2 separate regions of the Mus musculus genome follow, and region 2 is linked to region 1. The links are chromatin contacts, called in public HiChIP or PLAC-seq maps. All regions are on one chromosome and are shown on one strand. The core of a region is the stretch at or near the end of the contact, and the rest is flanking DNA. Distances in the headings are between cores, read along the strand shown. Region 1 overlaps Macroh2a1 (macroH2A.1 histone). Region 2 has its middle 16 kb from the start of Tifab.

The links. HiChIP or PLAC-seq counts read pairs in DNA pulled down with a chosen protein or histone mark.
Region 2: an H3K27ac HiChIP or PLAC-seq map of embryonic stem cells shows a contact between it and region 1, with 16 read pairs. The contact joins two enhancer-like sites. A contact is called at or near these places in 2 of 15 datasets of contacts at CTCF or cohesin (large pre-B cells and pro-B cells), 5 of 484 Hi-C or Micro-C datasets (ECoMG myeloid progenitors, Th1 cells, embryonic stem cells and 1 more), 2 of 115 datasets of contacts at active chromatin or transcription factors (both in embryonic stem cells) and 3 of 9 other capture datasets (adipose tissue, liver and pancreatic islet).

The regions. Positions count from the first base shown.
Region 1 is chr13:56,114,305-56,116,995 of GRCm38.p6, reverse strand. The region is part of intron 2 of Macroh2a1 (macroH2A.1 histone); the gene reads left to right. Gm31485 (a long non-coding RNA gene) reads left to right here. Exons shown (of 2, transcript XR_382468.4): 1 at 1-2,691. Among named protein-coding and RNA genes, the nearest start is that of Gm31485, 5.5 kb to the left of the region's middle. Within about 2 kb of position 1,350, at least 91 of the 459 cell types and tissues checked have an H3K27ac peak or open chromatin away from gene starts, as enhancers often do. A contact at or near this core is called in embryonic stem cells, where this site is marked.
Region 2 is chr13:56,193,064-56,195,754 of GRCm38.p6, reverse strand. It overlaps a transcript of Gm31657 not described here. Among named protein-coding and RNA genes, the nearest start is that of Tifab, 16 kb to the right of the region's middle. Within about 2 kb of position 1,339, at least 15 of the 459 cell types and tissues checked have an H3K27ac peak or open chromatin away from gene starts, as enhancers often do. A contact at or near this core is called in embryonic stem cells, where this site is marked.

The DNA of each region.
Region 1 (2,691 bases), core at 101-2,600:
AAGATTTATTTATTTTAATTTTATGTGTATGGGTGTTTTACCTCTATGTATGTATGTATGTATGCATGCCAGCCATATGTATTCAGTGCAGTGCCTGTGGAGGTCAGAAAAGGATGTCTGATCCCTTAGAACTGAAGTTACAGATGGTTCTGTGCCCCCTTGTGGGTGCTAGGAACTGAACCCAAGATCCTCTATAAGAGCGGGCAGTGCTCTTAACTACTGAGCCATTTCTCCAGCCCTGGTGTGAAAAGTCTGTGTTTAGAAGCGTCGCACACACACTTACTTACTTATTTTGTATGTGTGCACATTAGCATCCTTCTGTGGCACGTGTCTGGAGGTGCCAGGACAGCTTTTGGGAGTTAGGGTCCCAAAAGAATGAACTCAGGTTATAAGCCTTGGGGGCAAGCGCCTATCCCTGCTGAGCCTTTGATCCGGACACGTGTATGTTCTGAAACAGTTTGTCTGTGTATATTATGCATGCAATGCATTTTGGGTATCTTCCCGTCTATCTCCTTTCACACCCCTCTCCCACTTCTGCTGAGCCGAGACTGGCTCCCCCGCCCCCCATCAGGCCTTTTTGGTTTTGTGCACCTCCGTGGAGGTCAGAAGAGGATGTCCATCAGGGTTGTCTGTGTGAGAATGGGTGGAGTTACTTACATTACTAAAGAAAACGCCTCTCCCTTCCCAGAAGGCTCTATTTTTAATGGTTTCAGTTTTCATTTCCTCACTTTGAAGAGTTTGGGATTTACCTGATGTATGGTGTAAGAAAGATTTAATGGTAACTTTGTTTCACACAGTAAGCTGGTTATCCCAGCACAGTTCCGGGAAGAAGAGCATTCCTTCTAGACCCCGGTTTCTATTTCAGTGGCCTGTGTTGTTGTAAACTTTCCCCTGCAGCAGTTTCTCATACCCAGCGGCATGTGTGGCCTTGCCTTTGGTTGGATTTATTTCCTTTACTAAGTAACTGTTTCCATGGTAAACTCTGTGAAACAAAGGGTTTTCAGTAAGGTGTCTCCCAGCTCTGTCTACCCATTCCTCCCTGGTGTTTTTTGTTTTTTTGTTTTGTTTTGTTTTTGTTTTGTTTTTTGTTTTTAAATAGATACACTCTTTGAAGTTACTTTAAGGATTGCAGAATAAATCTAGAAAATGAAGTGGAAAGATAAACCAGTGTGCCAAGAAGATAACGGCCGCACATGGTGTGCATAGACTGCTTTAGTTGGGAGGCCCTGAGGCTCTTTAATCAGCCCTTCGTCCCCCTCAGCCCCTTCCCCAAGCTCTCGGGCCCAGCCTGGCCTGCTTTCCTCTGGATGGCAGTTTTCTTCATGCTGCTGCATTGTACTGAGAGCCCGTGTTCTGATATATGAAACCAGGCCAGGGCCTTGGAGAACAGCCTGTGTGCGTGCCTTTTCACACTTCCTGACCACACCCGTGCTCGGGCCTCTCATTCAGGAATTCATCTGGAATGGCCTACTTGTGGAAGACTTAGCAAGGGTACAAGCTGTGTGCTAGAGTCAGATTTGTAGGACTGTCCCAAGTGTCACCCATAGCGGGGCCACCTCAGACTCCAGTGCAGGACTGGGCCAGCTCCTCGTACGACCTGGCAGTTCTTTACTGGAGGAGGAGGCTCTTCAGAGTGATGGGCTTCAGGAGGAGCTGGGCTGGGGACACTTGTGCTGCCAGGAAATTCAGGAACTCCTCTGGACCCTCGAGTTTTCAGTGTTGTAGAATTAGAATGAACTTGAGAGCAGTGGACCACCCTGTGTGAGGAGGGGCACTCGACAGGCAGCTCGTATAGACAGAAGGCTTCTATGGACTGCTTCCTCCTGTTGCCCCTAAAAGCCATTGAGGGCTGTCAGCTACACCATGAGCAGCCGAGGACAGCCACCCAGCTGGTTAGACATCGTAGTGACGACCTTAAAGGGCCCAAGACCTCTCTGTGTAACACCACCAGGAACTGCTTCTGAAAACTTATGGAGAGGAGGAAGCAGGCAAGAACTGCATAATCTATCTCGAGATTTCCCACTGAAATTACAAAGAACATTGAGAGGTCTTTATAGTATTGTTGGTTCCTAAATCTATCAGCATAGAATTAAATACCAAAAAAGTCCCTCAGAGCTGTAGTGAGTTGCAGCAAGACCAACCAAAGATATTAATCTCACCCAGTCCCACTCTGTATTCCCACGGCTCCCTTCCTGGTTGGCTTGCTGAGAAGGTGACATATACCCTTCTTGAATTTGCCAGACTGTTCTACTCAAGCTGCTGCTCTGGCTGAAGTTCCTGCCTTCCATCTCCCCTTTCTACCTTCTCTTCTGACCCCAGCCCCATCCTTACTAGACAATCACATCTTCTATTTAGTGGCTGGAGAGTGTGGGTTCTCTGGTCCCCATAGCTGCCATCTTCAGCGGGGCTCTCTATCTGGTGTCCTCTCACTGTGTGGTCTTACACCTGTTTGTTTATAGGGACTGGTCTAGATCTTGACAGAAGCCTGGCTCCTTATAGGACTCTCATTTCAGCTGGAAGAGCCACCCGGAAACTAGGTCCCTCTACATATAGCTCATTATCACCCTTCATTAGATCCTGACTGCTGGTAGCTGGGATAGACTTGGATAAATATTTATCTGTCATCTTTATAAATCTGGATACCACTGCTGAAAGTCAATATCTCCATTTACGGAGAAAATAAGGGTGTCT
Region 2 (2,691 bases), core at 90-2,589, 79 kb before region 1:
GTTGGAGTGGGTGTATCACTGTGGGCATGGGCTCTAAGACCCTCATTCTAGCTTCCTAAAAGTCAGTCTTCTGCTAGCAGCCTTCAGATGAAGATGTAGAACTCTCAGCTCCTCCTACACCATGCCTGCCTGGATGCTGCCATGTTCCTGCCTTGATGATAATGGACTGAACCTCTGAACCTATAAGCCAGCCCCAATTAAATGTGGACCTTATAAGAGTTGCCTTGGTCATGGTGTCCGTTCACGGCGGTAAAACCCTAATTAAGACAGTGGGCAACCAGACACCTTGGCTTTTTCTACATAAAGTCAAGTTGTCCCATCAGTTACTCTCCCTCCCTTCAAAAAATAGAGACCAGTCCTTTTCTCAAAGATATCTCCAACAGAAACTGCAGTCAAATGCCAGTATTTTATTTCATATTTTCTTGTCTGAGATCTTTCTCTAAGACCTTTGCCCGTTTTAAGCCTTTGACTCTTCACAATATCAACACTGTCTATAAAAACAAAAACAGGAAGGCCACATATAGGACCCCTCTGGGTCAACATAAGAAATATCTGAATTCAGATTTGAACCCAGGTACCTGGCTTCTTAAAATTCCAAGCAGGCAACACTGCCCCAGAATCTTCTTGATACCTAAAATCCAAAGGTCACTGTCACAAACATGAATATCAGGGGCTCAGTGGCACAGCTGCAGAATGGGAGAGACAGACAGGACCAGCAAGGCCAATGTCCAGGATATGGTACAAGAAGAGTGCCTCCTCCCCATATCATGCAGACTTCTCCACACTCTGAGTAAGGGACTTCTATTAGACACCCCCCCACCTCAACTACAACCCCCAAAGCTCCCACCCCTCATTATCCTCAGAGCCCCAGCAGTCCCTATTGTGTGGGGTAGACTCCAATGCTCCGGTGTAGCATAAATGGCCAGGCACGGATTTTCAGTCCCCACTTGGCTTTGCAGCCTTTGGTCTCTGCTGTCCCTTCGCTGACAGGCAGAGCCCTGGAGGACTGGAGCTGCTACTCAGGCATCCACCCTTGGTGCCACACACCATTCAGCTATTGCATAAGCTCCCGGGGGGCATTTGACACACCGTTTGCCTGGCTCCAGCTGCTGGTTCATATGCTCTTTGGTTCTTCCCCAAAGTCCGGGCTCTAGAATGAAGGTATCCTGGTTGTTTTGCTATTGTTGTTCATTTGTTTGTTTGTTGACTTGACATAAGCTAGAGTCATGTCAGAAGAGGGAAATCACAACTGAGAAAACACTCCACAAGATCAGCCTGTAGGCAAGCCTGCTGGGCACTTTTTAAATTAGTGACTGACGTGGGGCAGGTGAGCCAACCTACTGTGGGTGATGCCACTCCAGAGCAGCTGGTCCTGGGTGGTATAAGCAAGCAAGCTGAGCAAGCCAGTAAGCGCGTTCTCTCATGATTTCTACATCATGTCCTGCCTTGCTGCCGCAGACCTTCTGGGTCCCTGTGTCTGCGTGGAACGGGGTCTCTCGACGCGGGTGGGCAAAGCGTGGATGAATGACAGACAGACACACACGCAGGAGAGTTTGTGTGGAATCTGAATGTAATTTTACAACTCGAACATCAGACTTTTTATGCAGAGGACAATAAGGAAGTTGGGTGACATATTCGAACGGTACAATTGAGGTAACCGGAATCTTACATAAAACAGAGGAATGTAAACACAAAAGGTCTAACGGGAACCACCCAGGATAGAATACATTGATAACAGCTGGGATCAACAAGGGCTCCACCTAAAATTCACTAATCTTAGAAGCCAGGGTCAAGGGCTTCGCGTCCTTGCCACAGTTCCTATTTTAGTCTCTTGTCCACCTTCCCCTTAGGCCATTGTAAATAGGTGTGTATGGGTGTAACTCTGCTATAGTATCTATTCTGGTTTCTCCTTTGGTCTGAAACTTCCTTCTTTTTAAGTGATGGTAAATTCCTGTGTAAGGGAGTGACTTAGCTTTTACAATCTTGCTGAATTCTAAACCCTTGATCTTGGTCAAGGATGCCCTTGGACTGTTGGAACACTGGCGGAAGGCTTAAGCCATGTCAAAATTCAATTTTAAAAAGCACTTATAATAGGAAAATACTGAAAGAGAGCACATGGATCCATACTCTAGACTAGCGCGGTAATGGAACTCGGGAATGAAAAATTAATATATGGGTAGAGAACACTAGACTCCAGGAGGAGAGCTTCCTTGAAACTCTTTTGCCTCATGAGTGACTTTTAAGCCTTTCGGCTTGTCCAGTTGACTCGACCGGAGAGCGTAGCACCTTGCCTTCCCTCATTGGTGGAATACAGCCTGAGAGTTACAAGCTGAAGTAAATGCCTTCTCCCCGGTCGCTTTTCGTCATGGTGTTCATGTTTTACCACAGCAGTAGAAACTCTTAAGATAGCAGGCTTCTGGAAGGATGACTTCCTTACAGTGCCAGGCTGACTGATGGTCCCAAAGACATCCCTCATCAGGAAGCAAGAACTGCTACCGATGGCAAACGAGGTGTTCAAACCATATGGAGGTGATCCTTGATCAGCTGTTTGGAAACTAAAGGTATCCATGGGCATTACTAAGATGGGAATTTGAAAAGACATCTCACATACATGGAAAAGGTTGTGTGAAGATCAGCAGAGAGCTGATGAGGTAGAAGGCTTGAAGATTGGTATGCCTACAAGCCAAGAAA